2 separate regions of the Pan troglodytes genome follow, and region 2 is linked to region 1. Evidence: chromatin contacts called from public capture Hi-C data. All regions are on one chromosome and are shown on one strand. Each heading gives the region's core, a stretch centred on a gene start, on an enhancer-like site or on the middle of the called end of the contact. The rest is flanking DNA. Distances are from core to core; before and after follow the strand shown. Region 1 overlaps LOC470525 (cytochrome P450 27C1). Region 2 overlaps ERCC3 (ERCC excision repair 3, TFIIH core complex helicase subunit).

Evidence for each region. Capture Hi-C pulls out chosen DNA fragments and counts their contacts.
Region 2: a capture Hi-C map of stem cell-derived neural stem cells shows a contact between it and region 1, with 2.5 times the contacts expected there. The contact joins two enhancer-like sites. A contact is called at or near these places in 1 of 7 Hi-C or Micro-C datasets (stem cell-derived neural progenitor cells) and 1 of 1 other capture datasets (stem cell-derived neural stem cells).

The regions. Positions count from the first base shown.
Region 1 is chr13:27,867,078-27,874,332 of NHGRI_mPanTro3-v2.0_pri, forward strand. It overlaps LOC470525 (cytochrome P450 27C1), which reads right to left. Exons shown (of 9, transcript XM_009443230.5): 7 at 6,052-6,130; 8 at 5,356-5,559. Among named protein-coding and RNA genes, the nearest start is that of BIN1, 82 kb to the left of the region's middle. Within about 2 kb of position 3,379, at least 1 of the 24 cell types and tissues checked has an H3K27ac peak or open chromatin away from gene starts, as enhancers often do. A contact at or near this core is called in stem cell-derived neural stem cells, where this site is marked.
Region 2 is chr13:27,931,032-27,938,286 of NHGRI_mPanTro3-v2.0_pri, forward strand. ERCC3 (ERCC excision repair 3, TFIIH core complex helicase subunit) reads right to left here. Exons shown (of 15, transcript XM_016949674.4): 14 at 7,228-7,255; 15 at 5,189-5,626. The coding sequence ends at 5,495. Among named protein-coding and RNA genes, the nearest start is that of ERCC3, 39 kb to the right of the region's middle. Within about 2 kb of position 3,755, at least 1 of the 24 cell types and tissues checked has an H3K27ac peak or open chromatin away from gene starts, as enhancers often do. A contact at or near this core is called in stem cell-derived neural stem cells, where this site is marked.

The sequences.
Region 1 (7,255 bases), core at 2,129-4,628:
TAGGAATACAGGTAACCTGCTCTAAAGACTTCTGTCCACGGACAGGCTCCTGGGGGGAGGAGGGACCTTGCTTTCAGCCCATTTGGAAAGGGCAGGGGGCAGATGAGCTGGCAATACCATAGTCTCCTACTTAGGGCCCAGGCTGTCCCCGCCCTGCCCTTCCTCTCTCTCCAGCTTTGTCTCCCAGGCAAAGAAGCTGCACCCAGGATGGGCTGGGGCTCCAGGCTGGGGCCCCATGGCGTGATCACAGCTCTCTGCAGCCTCAACCTCCTGGGCTCAAGTGATCCTCCAACCTCAGCCTCCTCAGTAGCTGGGACTACAGGCATGCATCACATCTGGCTAACTTTTTAATTTTTTTATAGAAACAAAGACTCGCTTTGTTGCCCAGGCTGCTCCTGAACTCCTAACCTCCAACGATCCTCCCACCTCCGCCTCCCCAAGTGCTGGGATTATAGGTATGAGCCACCACTCTCCGCCTCTAACACTATTGAAAGGAGAGGTAGAGCTCTCCTCAGAGCCTAATTTACAATCACTTGTGCTGGTAATAGTGAATAGTAATGAAAAAGGAATGAATGATGAGATTGTTGATCTTGGTTGGTACCTTTGATTCCATTTCTCATTCCTATAGTTCAAAAGCAGAACCAGCCCTGCCTCCCAGGGTAAAACTGGAATGTACCTACACAGTGAGTTTGAAAGAACACCAAAGTATCCATCACCCTAAAGCGATTATCTCTTTAAGGTATCTCTTTTAAATAATTAAGAGTCAGACAGGGCACCAAGGCTCAAGGGTCAAGGCTTGCAATGGGGACGCAGGCGGAACTCATGCCTTTGTCACTATTAAAGAAATGAGCTGAACAGCATGTCTTCAGGCAGCTACATCATTTGCTGGCATCTGGGTGGCTCAGCCTAAACACCTAACCTCTGACCCCTCGTGCTGACCTCTCAGAAACGCCTGCTCATTCCCATGCGGTAGAGGGAAGACTCGCATGTGGACATGTGGGTCTCCTAACTTCAAGGCCATCGTGCCACACGGTATTTTTTCTTTTCTGAGTGGTTTGTTTGTTGAAAAAATTAAAACTATGCAGGAGACAAAAGACAAAAAACACTGCCCCCCCGCCCCCCTACATCCAGTTTCCAGCTCCCAGGGAGCTGGGGTGGATCTTCCAAACATTTCTGTTCAATCAAATATCTTTTTCCTGATTTTAAGGGAACACATTAATATCACACCATGAAAGCTGTCCCTTTCCTTCCCAGTAGCCTTCAGGCACGTTCCTGTACTGTTGGGGCAGACGCCATTTATTTGGTTAAGAAAGGCCCCACTGTTGGGAGTTGAACAATGAGAACACATGGACACAGGGAGGGGAACATCACACACAGGGGCCTGTCAGGGGGATGGGGGGAAGAGGAGGGAAAGCATTAGGACAAATACCTAATGCATGTGGGGCTTAAAACCTAGTGGACGGGTTGATGGGTGCAGCAAACCACCATGGCACATGTATACCTATGTAACAAACCTACGCGTTCTGCACATGTATCCCAGAACTTAAAGTAAAATTAAAAAAAAAAAGAAAGAAAGGCTCCACTGTTGCTTCTGTGCCAAGAGACTTTCTTCATTAATTGGGGTTGAATTTTATCAATTATCTTTTGGGATGCTCATGTAATTTTCCTCCTTTTTATCTTGGTGAATTCTACTGACAGATTTTCTCTAGGCAGACCATCCTTGCATTCCTGAATACACCTGATATGTGAAGATGCCTTTCCGTTTTATACATTCAGCCTGCCAACTGTTGATTTTGCATATTTTCCATCTTCAATTATTAATCAGTCAGGCCAGCCTGTAGTTTTTATTTTCCATATCATCCTTTCCAGGTTTGAATATCAAGGTTATGCAAGTCTCGCAAAATGAGACTTCCTTTTTCTATTCTCTATTTATATAAGATGATGATTACCTGTTCCCTGAAGGTTTGATAAAACTTGCCAATAACCCTGTCTAGGTTCAGGATATTTTAGGGGTAAATCTTTTTACCACTGACTCATTTCTTTGATCTGCTCTCACTGATTCGATATCTTAGGTCTGTTCTCTTTCATTTGAGTCAATTTGGATCACTTATATTTTTTCTAGTAAACAGTATGCTTTATCTAAGTCTTCAAATTCATTGGCAAAAAAACTGTTTTAGGTATTTTCTTGATTAAAAAAAAAATCAACTCCTGTCTATACAGTTGTGCCTTCCTGCTCATTCCTGGTACTATTTGTGCCTTCTCTTTTTTTTTCTTTTTTTTTTTTTTTTTTGAGACAGAGTCTTACTCTGTCGCCCAGGCTGGAGTGCAGTGGCACGATCTCAGCTCACTGCAACCTCCGCCTCCTGGGTTCAAGCAATTCTCCTGCCTCAGCCTCCCAAGTAGCTGTGATTATAGGCACCCGCCACCAGGCCTGGCTAATTTTTGTATTTTTGGTAGAGATGGGATTTCACATGTTGGTCAGGCTGGTCTCGAACTCCTGACCTCATGATCTGCCCGCCTTGGCCTCCCAAAGTGCTGGGATTACAGGTGTGAGCCACAGTGCCTGGCTTTTTTCTTAACAATTAAAAATCATGGGCCAAGCGTGCTGGCTCACACCTGTAATCCCAGCACTTTGGGAGGCCGAGGCGATGGATCACTTGAGGTCAGAAGTTCGAGACCACCCTGGCCAACATGGTGAAACCCCGTCTCTACTAAAGATACAAAAAATTAGCTGGGCATGGTGGCAGGTGCCTGTAATCCCAGCTACTCCAGAGGCTGAGGCAGGAGAATCGCTTGAACCCGGGAGACAGAGTTGCAGCAACCCGAGATTGCGCCACTGCACTCCAGCCTGGGTGACAGGGCGAGACTCTGAAAAAAAAAAAAAAAATCATGGGCCAGGCACAGTGGCTCACACCTGTAATCCCAGCACTTTGGGAGGCCAAGGCAGGTGGATCACTTGAGGTCAATAGTTCGAGACCAGCCTGGCCAACATGATGAATCCCCATCTCTACTTAAAAATACAAAAATTAGCTGGGCGTGGTGATGGGCACCTGTAATCTCAGCTACTCCAGAGGCTGAGGCAGGAGAATTGCATGACCCCAGGAGGCGGAGGTTGCAGTGAGCCGATTGCGCCACTGCACTCTAGCCTGGCGACAGAGCAAGACTCAAAAATAATAATAAAATAAAATAAAAACCGTGATGCTCCCTTTCTACACTTGCCCAGGTAGAAATGAGGACTTTTTAAGCAAAAACTTTAGCAGGTATATTCATATGTTGACAGCAGCAAACAAGACCCCATCACGAGCTCCAAATACCATTTCACCGCTGGCCTCTTGCTCAGGTGTCTACCCCGGTTCTTCAGGCAGCCAGAGCTTGGGGGCAACAAGCCTCCCTCCCAACTCACCGATGCCCTCCGGGAGGGTGCAGTGGCTGCGGGAGGCACAGCAGCATTTTAGGGAGCTGAGACCTTCCTGAAAACACTCCCCACAGCAGACTTAGTGCAGGGCTCAGAAGATGAGAACAGCTTCCACTTCTTGGGCACAGACTCTGTGCGTGGACTGTTTTTACTCCTCACACACCTATCAGGCAGGGATTTGGCCCCTTTTGTAAATGACGTGACAGGCTCAGCTCAGGTGGCTGAGAAACCTGCCAAGGTCCCGGAGCCAGCAAGTGGCAGAACTGAGGGTGAAGCCAGCTTGCCCTGAGCTCCCCCTACACATCGAGCTGCCACTCACATACTCCCAGGGACAGGGGCAGCGGCCACATCCACACAAAGGTGGGATGGCCACTTGGTCCCACCAGCCCCACCCCAGCAGAGTCTCATGGGCCACCTGTGCCTCCAGAGCCAGCCCTGAGCCAGCGGGGCTTCTCCCCACACCTCGTTCTCTGCCTCCTCCCTGGGCAGTAGACCCTTACTTTCTCCAGCTCTGGTGCCCACCCTGAGCCTGACCATCCAGAATCCCTCTACCCCTCCTCCCAGCCAACCAGGCTTCCCTGGTCCCTTACTCTCCCTTCTGCCCGGCTCCGGTCTCCCAGTGAGCCTGGAGGGGGCACCTGCATGACTTGTAGGGGAAAAGTCAAGACACCTGGATCCTGCCCTGCACCTGCCACTGTGGGACTTGGCAAGTGACTGTTGCTTTCTGAGCCTCGGTTTCCTCATCGGTAAAATGGGGAGATGAGGTCACCAGGCACTCCCCACATTCTCCAAATGTTCAGGCAACAATGGAGCTCCCAAACCTCGGGCCAAGGTTTCCCGTCGCTGAAACAGTCTTCTCCAACTTGCAGGAGAGGCTAATGGGTGGAATTTTCTCCGCCATTGACTTTACTTTTATAAAATTTCCTTCAGGTGTTATTTAGTTCCTGCTATAGCCTGAACCCAGATACGGTGCAAACCCAGAATTATGTATCTTCACATGTAAGGTGTTCTCTAACAACACCCAGGGCTTCCTGATGTTTCACAACCTAAGAAGCTTGAGAACCACTGCTCCGTGTAAATGGTTGGGTCAGTTAAACAAAGGAGACCAGCAAGAGCACCACTGTGCCTTTCCCGGGGGGGGGCCTGCTGCTGACGGTGCCTGAGAGGCCAGCTCCTAACTGCAGACACGGCCACTAGAGGTGGAGGCGGGGTCCCCAATCCCCACAGGGCCTCGCTTAGACTTCCAGGGTTTCTCAGAGTGTAGCCCACGCACCGCACCATCAGCATCGGCAGCAGCAGTGGACACCCCACCCCTAACCCATCAAACCCGTGACTCTGCAGGCGGGGCTAGGAGTCCGCCTTGTAAGGTGCTCCCTGCTGGCTTTATGCTCCCTAGCGTTTGAAGACCACTCATTTGACTCCCGCTCCCCTCTCTCCTAACTCACCGTGTGGTGGCAGGAGAGCTGGGCTCTGGGCCCCTGGCACCCCCAGTGACACACACCCCATCCAAATCTTCAGGCCATGGCCTGTCGTCCACCCACATGATGGATGTGAAGGAGGAGTGAAGCAAGGCAGGAGGCCATGGGGTTGAAGATGGTTACCACGGTTGGAGGATGGGGTGGGCACGGGAGATGGGGAGGCATTTTCAAAGGATTTCATGCAGAGCTCTTATTTTTGGATAGGATCTCACTCTGTCGCCCAGGCTGGAGTGCCGTGGTGTGATCACGGCTCACTGCAGCCTTGAACTCCTGGGTTCAAGTGAGCCTCCCGCCTCAGCCTCCTGAGTAGCTGGGACCACAGGTGTGAGCCACAGTGCCTGACGGCTCTTGATCTTAAGTTTCCAAAACCGTCTTTGCTTTTCAACCTGGAAGTCTTTATCCTGTTGTGCCCAGTAGAAAGAGGCCGAACCCAAAGGCCAACGTTTGGCCTCCACGCCCTACCTGGATCACGACGAGGTGAATCTCCAGTTCTGCAATTCTCCGCCCTATGCAGCTGCGAACCCCATGACCAAAGGGGATGGATCCAAAATTGTCAACTCTATCTAAGTCTCCTTTCCGCAGCCAGCGCTCAGGCCGGAACTCCTTGGCCCGAGGGAAGTTCTCATCCTGGTACGATGTGGCATAGTGGCAAAGGGCCAGCTGGGTCTGAGGAAATCAGGGATGACAGAAAAGGGATAAGGAGCAGAATCACTCAAGAGCAGGGCAGGGCCCAGAGCCCTAGCCGGACAGTCTCCTGGGGTGCTCCCGCCTGGGGGCCGCCTGGGTCCACTCACACCCAGGATGGCAGCCGCTCCCTCCCTTCCCACTCCACACTGCACCCCAAATGTCACTGCAGCCACTGAGAAGGCCGTCGAGCCCTTCAGAGACTCCCAGCGGTGACTGGCCACTTCCACACGGCCTGGGGAGCAGGCCAAGGAGCATGGGCTGCCTTGCTGGTGAGCAGTAAATTTCCAGAGCAGTGAGATCACACCATTCCCTTCCTTTCTCCCAACACCCCATCTTCATCTTAAAATACATGCAAAAGAAAAGGAAACCTATTGATCTCTGCTTAGGGACAAAGACTTCCTGAAGGTAGAAGCAGATTCCAATTCAACCCCGACCCGCAAGGCCTGGCCACCCCCATGGCCCCAAACTCACGCCTTTCGGAATCAGATACCCGCCAATAACCAGGTCTTCCTGGGTGACCCGGCCGTTCCCTGGCAGCACTGGAAACAGCCTGGAAAAGAGCCAGCGGGGACGGGAATGGCGTGGTGACTTTCACAGTATTTTATTGAACATTCAGAACCCTGGATATATTCCCATTTCCATTAAAAATTCTTAAAAAGTAACACATGGTACATTTTCAACTGAAACATTTTGCAAGGACCTTTGCTGCTTCTTTGCTGGCTTGCTTTACCAGCGAGTATTCTGAGGAATGTGGAAAAGATTCCCAAAGCAAAACATTTGCAAAACACAAAGCCAAGCCTTTCACATGCCATTGTGTTCCCAGGAGGGAAAATTCCAAGTTTCTAATATTTTATGTGACCACGGGACCACTTTATCAAGGAATAGTTCATAGGACTTAAGGCCCCATGAAATGCATTTGGAGAAAAGATACTTCAGCGATCAGATTATCTCAGAAAACCCTGAATAAAACTTTAATTGACAAATACCAATAAACCCCACAGCCAGCTGCTTTTTTTTTTTTTAATTTTGAGGTTCAACAGCATGCTATATAGGTTGACGGTCATTATCAAGTCAGCTTTGAAAGAATTCTTTAGTATATACTGCAGAAAACAAGCTTTGCTTTTTGTCACAGCATTTCCTCACAGAGGATGCCGTGTTTGGGGGAAGGGATGTCATCCGTCCCTAATCCCACCTCCTACCCAAACCATCCCCTCAACCCAGGACAACCCACATCCCTCCGGCTTTTCTGTTTGTCAGGAAAGCCCTGTCTGGGAGTAATTGAGCCTCACTGGGTGGCGTCTCAACCCAGATGAGGACATTCACTCAAGAACCATGAGGTTTGTATCCAGGTCTGCAAATCAGCTGAACAGCCCAAACTATTTTCCTAACAAATCGATCTTGTTTCGTGTTATCTTCAGAGGAACAAAGTCAAAGGCCATTGACCCAGGAACATTTTGGGAAACCCCCAGTAAGCCAATTGGCTAAAGCAGGGACAATATTCAATGACTGCTCCAAAGATCTTTTTCCTTTTTTTTTTTTGAGACAGAGTCTCGCTCTGTTGCCCAGGCTGGAGTGCACTGGTGCAATCTTGGCTCCATCACCTAACTTCAAGTGATTCTCTTGCCCCAGCCTCCCAAGTAGCTGGGACTACAGGTGCCTACCACCACGCCCTGCT
Region 2 (7,255 bases), core at 2,505-5,004, 64 kb after region 1:
GTTGCAGTGAGCTGAGCTTGTGCCACTGCACTCCAGCCTGGGTGGCAGAGCGAGACTCCGTCTCAAAAAAAAAAAAAAAAAAAAAAAAAGAAGGTTTTCTCAGAGAGATGTTCGGATTTCATTTTGGAATTTAAATATGTTCTTCAGATCTTCCTTGTGCTCTGACCTAATATAATGGAGAAATCAAACAGGAAATGGAGGCAAAAGCAGTTTGGGTGAATTCCCCAAGGTCATATAGTAAGGTACAGCCCGCCACAAACTAAGATCCAGTCTTCCAATTTCTATACTGTTTCTTTCAGTCACACAATATTGCATCACAGAATGCTAGGGCATTTTTGAATGGTGGCGCGTGCCTGTAATCCCAGCTACTCGGGAAGCTGAGGCAGGAGAATCGCTTGAACTTGGGAGTCAGAGGTTGCGGTGAGCCGAGATCACGCCGCTGCACTCCAGCCTGGCGAGAGATAGAGACTCCGTCTCAAATAAATAAATAAATAAGAAATCAACAACGATAAGGACAATCTTATACAAACTAAAGTTTGATACAAAAAGCCCCAAATGAATGAAACTGCTCATCAAATGAACAACATAACCACACTGAAGGATGGTTGGGGAAAAAACACAAGCAACACAAGATTAAGTCTCTATGCCCTCAGGTTACAAATCCAAACATCCCTAACACAAAATTAACTCTAATTAAAATTAGAGTTAAATGAAAATTAGAGTCATCTAATTAGAACTCGAATTAAAATTAAAATCTAATTTTCACAGAGGCATAAACTAACAGGTCTGAAATGACTTTCGTACATCCTATAAGGGAGCAAATAAGAAAATATTTAATATATTGTGTAAAATGGGAGCCAGTTTTCTCATTGTCAAAGAATGAAGTTGTGAACATAAAATAGATGATAAAATAAACCTTGTGGGCTGGATGCGGTGGCTCACGCCTGTAATCCCAGCACTTTAGGAGGACAAGGTGGGCGGATCACTTAAGGTCGGGAGTTCGAGACCAGCCTGGCCAACATGGTGAAACCCCATCTCTACTAAAAATACAAAAAATTAGCTGGTCATGGTGGTGGGCACCTGTAATCCCAGCTACTCAGGAGGCTGAGGCAGGAGAATCACTTGAACCTGGGAGGCGGAGGTTGCAGTGAGCCGAGATTGTGCCATTGCACTCCAGCCTGGGCAACAAGAGCGAAACTCCATCTGAAAATAAATAAACAAATAAACCCTGTGTAGAGATTTCAGTGTGAACTCATGGGGATAGATAGATAGAAAGATACTGTTGGAATGGATATAGATGTAGGAGGATATGTAGGTGTGTGTATACACACTTATATAATGCTACTTCTATCACAGATCAAGTTCTCAGTAATATTTTTCTAGGCTCTGTATTCCATTCCACTGGTATATTTTTCTGTTCCTGTGCCTACTGCACTGTTCTTATAAATTCTCTTTGATATTTTTGTTTCTTTATTCTTTGACATTTATTTTACCATTAGTTTGTACGTTTCCATGAAAAATCTGGTTAAGAATTCGATTTAAAATAGGTTAAACCGGCCAGGTGCCGTGGCTCACGTTTGTAATCCCAGCACTTTGGGAAACCAAGGCAGGAGGATCACTTGAGCCCAGGAGTTCAAGACCAGGCTGCGCAACATAGTGAGACCTTGTCTCTACAAAAAATTAAAAAAAAAAAAATATTAGCCGGGCATGATGGCATGTGCCTGTAGTCCCAGCTACTGGGTCGGACTGGGGTGCTGAGGCAGGAGGATCGCTTGAGCCCAGGAGGCCAAGGCTGAAGTGAGCTTTGATTGTGCCACTGAACTCACCTGGGTGACAGAGTGAGATCCTGTTTAAAAAAAAAAAAAAGATTAAATTAATAGGCGAATACAGGCAGAATTTACATATTTCATAAGATAATCCCTAAGCATTGCATATTTTTATGCTATTGTAAATAGTATTCTTGTTTCAACTTCCAAATGTTTGTCTCTAAGTATATAAAAAGATCATTGATTTTTTTCTTTTTTTTTTGAGACAGAATTTTGCTCTTGTAGCCCAGGCTGGAGTGTAGTGGTGTGATCTCAACTCACTGCAACCTCCGCCTCCTGGGTTCAAGAGATTCTTCCACATTAGCCTCCTGAGTAGCTGGGATTACAGGCGCCTACCATCACACCCGGCTAATTTTTTTTGTATTTTTAGTAGAGATGAGGTTTCACCATGTTGGCCGGGCTAGTCTCAAACTCCTGACCTTAGGTGATCTACCTGCCTCGGCCTCCCAAAGTGCTGGGATTACAGGTGTGAGCCACTGCGCCCGGCCAATTGATTTTTTTTTAATGTATCAATATTGTATTCTGCAATTTGTATTCACCCTTCCTCCATCCTTTTGTTCTGTCTGGTCCCTTGATGGGTATATGAGGCCCACCCACGTTGGTGGGGGTGGATCTGAGTCTACAGCTTCAAATGCTCCTCGTTCCTGGAAACATGCCCACAGACACACCCAAAAATGCTTAACCAGTGACCTGTCATCCCTTAACTCAGCTGACACCTAAAATTAACCACCACGTTTTCCAAATATTTGAGGGTTTTCCAGACTCTTTTTCTATTGATTTTTAACTTAATCACACTGTGGGCACAGATTACAGCTTGTATGGCTTAAATACTTACCAGTGTACTTTCCAATGGACTTGTAGGGCCTGAAATTGATTCTGTCTTGGCAAGTGATCTGTGTATTTGAAAATAATGCTTATACTGCTGTTACTCAGTAGAGAATTCTGTAAATGTCAATTAGGTCAAGTTGGTTAATAGTATTGTTCAAGTCTTCTATATCTTCATTGATTTTAGTCTACTTATTCTAGAAATCTACAGAAAAATTTCCTAGAACTGAGTTTAGCATGACTGAGGAATGATATATAAAAACTGATATATAAAAATGAATTATATTTTTATATACTACCAACAGACATTTGGAAATTCAGATAAAAACTTGTTACATGATGTCAAATAAAAAATCTGGAACTCAAGTTCACAGAATAGACAATGTTAAGAAAAATAAGAAGAAAAAATCTGGACTTAGTAAAGGGAGACTTTATTTGAAAGGATTGTTGCAAAGTGGTGGGGAGGGGTGTACTATTGCAGCAGGGAGAATGCACTGAACATAAGATCTGTTTGTCTCAGGGTTAGGCAAAAGGGGTTTTCTTTTATAGGGAGGGAAGCAAGTAAAAGACAGGAAGTGGGATGAAGGGGAGTAGCATGGTGGGACAGTAGATCCAATCAGTGACTTACCCTGAGTCCAGTCTATTCTCTCGAGGGGTGGAGGGGAGGGTGAGCCAAAGTTTGTAAACCAAAGTCTGGTTCACAAGCATTTTGTTCCCATTGATCACTGGGGACAAGCAGTTTAGCTAATTTATGGGGCAAAGAATGGGAATTTGAAAGGCCTGTGTCTGGCCTCGACTGGGGTCTTCAAGGGGAGCATTCATGAGTCATACCAGGAAGGATGGTTCTCTGCAGTAAGCCATTTTCCAGAACACCAAGGACAAGGGATTCCTTTAAATGTATCTATTTCCTAGGATCACAGGGCTCAGGTAAAATTCAACATTGTCAGTAGACAAGAAAACAGGGGCCAGAAATGTGAAAATACAGGAAATGCTCAGTATTGTTTGAGGATCTCAAGTGTAAAGGCAAGACAGGAGGTAGACTGAAAAGAGTTACAGTCAAGTTTGAACATTTGAGTGCCGACCCATCAGGGTTACATGACAGGCGAGTCTGTGGGCTCAAGCACGCATCTCAGACAGGGCTGCTCGGCCCCCTACTCCTAGCGAGGGCCCTGTTGCTGGTTCCTGGGGTTTGCACTGATAGTGGCTAGATGCCTGGCAGCACCAGCTACTGACCAGACTATGAGAGTGTGTTTGTCACCAAAAGGTCAGCTCAGAGAGGCGGAATGTGGGGCAGGTGGCTCTTGCTTCAAAGCCCCCTGATAAAAGAGGTATTAGGTTGGTGCAAAGGTAATTGTGGGTTTTGCCAGTAAAAGTAATGGTGGCCAGGTGCGGTGGCTCACGCCTGTAATCCCAGCATTTTGGGAGGCCGAGGCGGGCGGATCACAAGGTCAGGAGTTTGAGACCAGCCTGGCCAATATGGTGAAACCCCATCTCTACTAAAAATACAAAAAGTTAGCTGGGCGTGGTGGCAGGCACCTGTGGTCCCAGCTGCTTGGGAAGCTGAAGCAGGAGAATCGCTTGAACCCGGGAGGTGGAGGTTGCAGTGAGCCAAGTTCGCACCACTGCACTCCAGCCTGGACAAAGAGTGAAACTGTCTCAAAAAAAAAAAAGTAATGGCAAAAGCTGCAGTTACCTTTGCACCAACCTAATACTTTCTTCTCCTCAGTCTGTGGCTGCATCACAGAGAGTAGCCCACCTGTGCTAGAGCTGAGGACAGGAAGCTGCTGCCGAGCTGTGGGGATGCCACTTGGAAGCCTTATGTAGCCAGGGTTTCAACACTCCCCAAGTGTGAGCGCTGTTTCCTGTTACAGGCAGAGTGGGCTTCCTCCTCAGAATCACAAGTCCTTCTGCAAGGCGAATATGCCTTGTGTGTGCCTACCTTTCAAGAAGCAATCCTGCCTGGCCTGTCTTTTCCTCAACACCTTTGCTTTCATACCAGGAACATAAAAGAAAAGCCCAAAGCCATTAAAAATAAAGGAAGTAGCAATTAAAACACCCAAGGGCACTAAACTGCTATTAGAAGAGGCATCTAGCCTCTCAGCAATTTCTAAAAACGTACTTTGAGGGAGAAACAAGAGGTCACTCTCTCAGAGAAGATGAGGCACCAGGAGCCAACCTGGAAGGCCTTCATGACGTGGGTGTCTACCTCGGACGAGGCTGTAGGAACAGCTGTGACCACCAGAACAGCAGGAAGCTGTGCGGTTGAAGCCCCAGTCTCAATCCACCAGGCTAAGCTGTGAGCAGGGACCACAGTCAACTACCCAGGCTCTTCCCTCTGGCTGGATCACCCTCCCCGTTCCCCAGGCCTTTCCTGCCAACGTTTCTTCTATCTCAGGGTACATGTCCCTGGTAGCTCCCTGGGGATGGGCTCCATCTTACTCATCTGTGCTTGCTACAAAGTAGGGCCTTGATGGAGGTTGGTCATCCAGACATAACCCATGCCCAGGACGAAGCATAAAAACACTTGTACAATGAAGACTGGTTCAATGGTCCATTCTGTTTATTCAGAACAGTAACATAAATACACCTTAAATATTAACATTTTTTATATACAGAAATGACCCCACTCCCCAAAAAGTTTGAAAAAATATTGTCTCCTCCTCCTTTATAAAACCCTAGATGACCTATGAAGGCACAGCCAAGCCCTTGATGCATCTTCCTCAGCACAATTTGGCCAACGCTGGAGGGAAGGTCAAAGAGGTGGAAGGAAAATGTTATGCTGAAAATCCCTTTCCGACAAGGGTGCCAAGCGCCGGTCTTGAACGAAGTACCCCGCCTAAGCATCATTTCCTAAAGCGCTTGAAGAGCGGGTGTACATGTTTGCTGGGCGCCTTGCTCCGTGATGAGTGGTACTCCATGTACACAGTGTCGTCGGCCCCAGACATAGAACTCATGGTGCCAAAGCGCCGAGATGCCTGCCGGGAAGGGGGGGACCAGCCCATGTTAGTCTCCAGAAGAAAAGATACTCCTTTTATAATATTTATAATCACAGCAAATTTTATAAGACTTACATAAATTTAATACATCATTTTTAATAATGTTTACAGATCGCTTACTGTCTCAGGCATTGTTCTAAGCATTTTACATGCATTATCTCCTCTAATCCTCAAAACTACTATAATCCACACCTGAAAGAAGAGGAAACTGAGACACAGAGAGATGAACTAACCTGTCCAAGATCACATAGCTCTTAAGGAGATGGGATTTGAACACCCAGGTAGCCTGGCTTCAGACTGTTCTTAACCATAATGCCGCACTACCTCACTTAATAACAACTTCTGAACAAACTTTTTTTTTTTTAAGAGAGAAACAGGGTCTCGATATGTTGACCATGCTGGTCTCAAACTCCTGGACTCAACTGATCCTCCCGCCTAGGCCTCCCAAAGTGCTGGGATTACAGACATGAGCCACCATGCCTGGCCTGAACAGAATTTTTTAACAGTTAGGGCAAAAGTCCCTTAAAATCTCCTGAGACACCACCATAAGGCTTTGAATCAAGTGGAAGGACAGAAAGCCCTGGGCTTGACTCTTGGCTCCTCCTGTCCCTGAGTAACCCTGAGGCAAGTAATTAATGTCTGCACTTCAATGACCTCATCTGTAAAATGGGGATAACCACATCAGTGCTGACATTGCTATCCTGTGAGGAGAATGAACCAGGCACCTCCTTAAAACCAGTGAGGGCAATGAGAGCACTCTCCTGGGTTCCCATGGACAGTGCCCCCTGGGTCGGGGGAGGAAAGCCTTAGGCTGGAGGGAGGGCAGCCCCTTCCCAGGGACAGCTGTTTCCTTCTTGCCTTGGCCCAGCAGTTGCTCACCTTCCAGCTCTAATGGCAACTGAATTTCAAACGCACCTGACTGAAGTGCACTTCTCCCCTTGGACAGGCCTGCTAATTCTCCATAATGATGCTCTCACTAATTAGACCATATATTTACTTGGCCTAGAGCAGGCATATTTGTAGAATAAATGAAAGGTTGAGTATTTTCACAGAACTCTACATTTTTCAAAGTTAAGTATCGAAGCTACCACAAGAGTTGATCCTCAGAGCAGTCTTAGGGGCTAGAGGGCTCAGCTTTATCACTGAGGAGAAACCAGAGGAGAACTGTGTGGCCACAGCCAGGGATGGCAGCCCTGTGTGTGCGAACTACGTACCCCCAGCCCATCATGCTCCCTCCAGTCGCCACCAAGGTGAGCTGGGGTCACCTGCTTGCCATCCTGGGCTTCAACATCAAGATTTAACAAATACTCATGTGAGCAAAGCAGGAGACCAGTCACAACCACTGTGAGCTCAGCTGTGTGCAACAGTACAAGGGGCACACACCAAAAGGGCAACAAGGACTGTTTCTATTCATCTCTTCCGTGTTTTCCAACATTTCCAAAAAAATCCCATGGGCCCATCCAGGCAGGACTACATGTCTGTGTCTGTGTCTACAAACGCTGCCCTGTGAGAGCACATACCCATTTACTCACACCTGGAGGTCCAGCACACACCTGGAACCTCCTCACCCATTTACTCACCTGGCTGGATCTGGAGCCAAATTCCCCA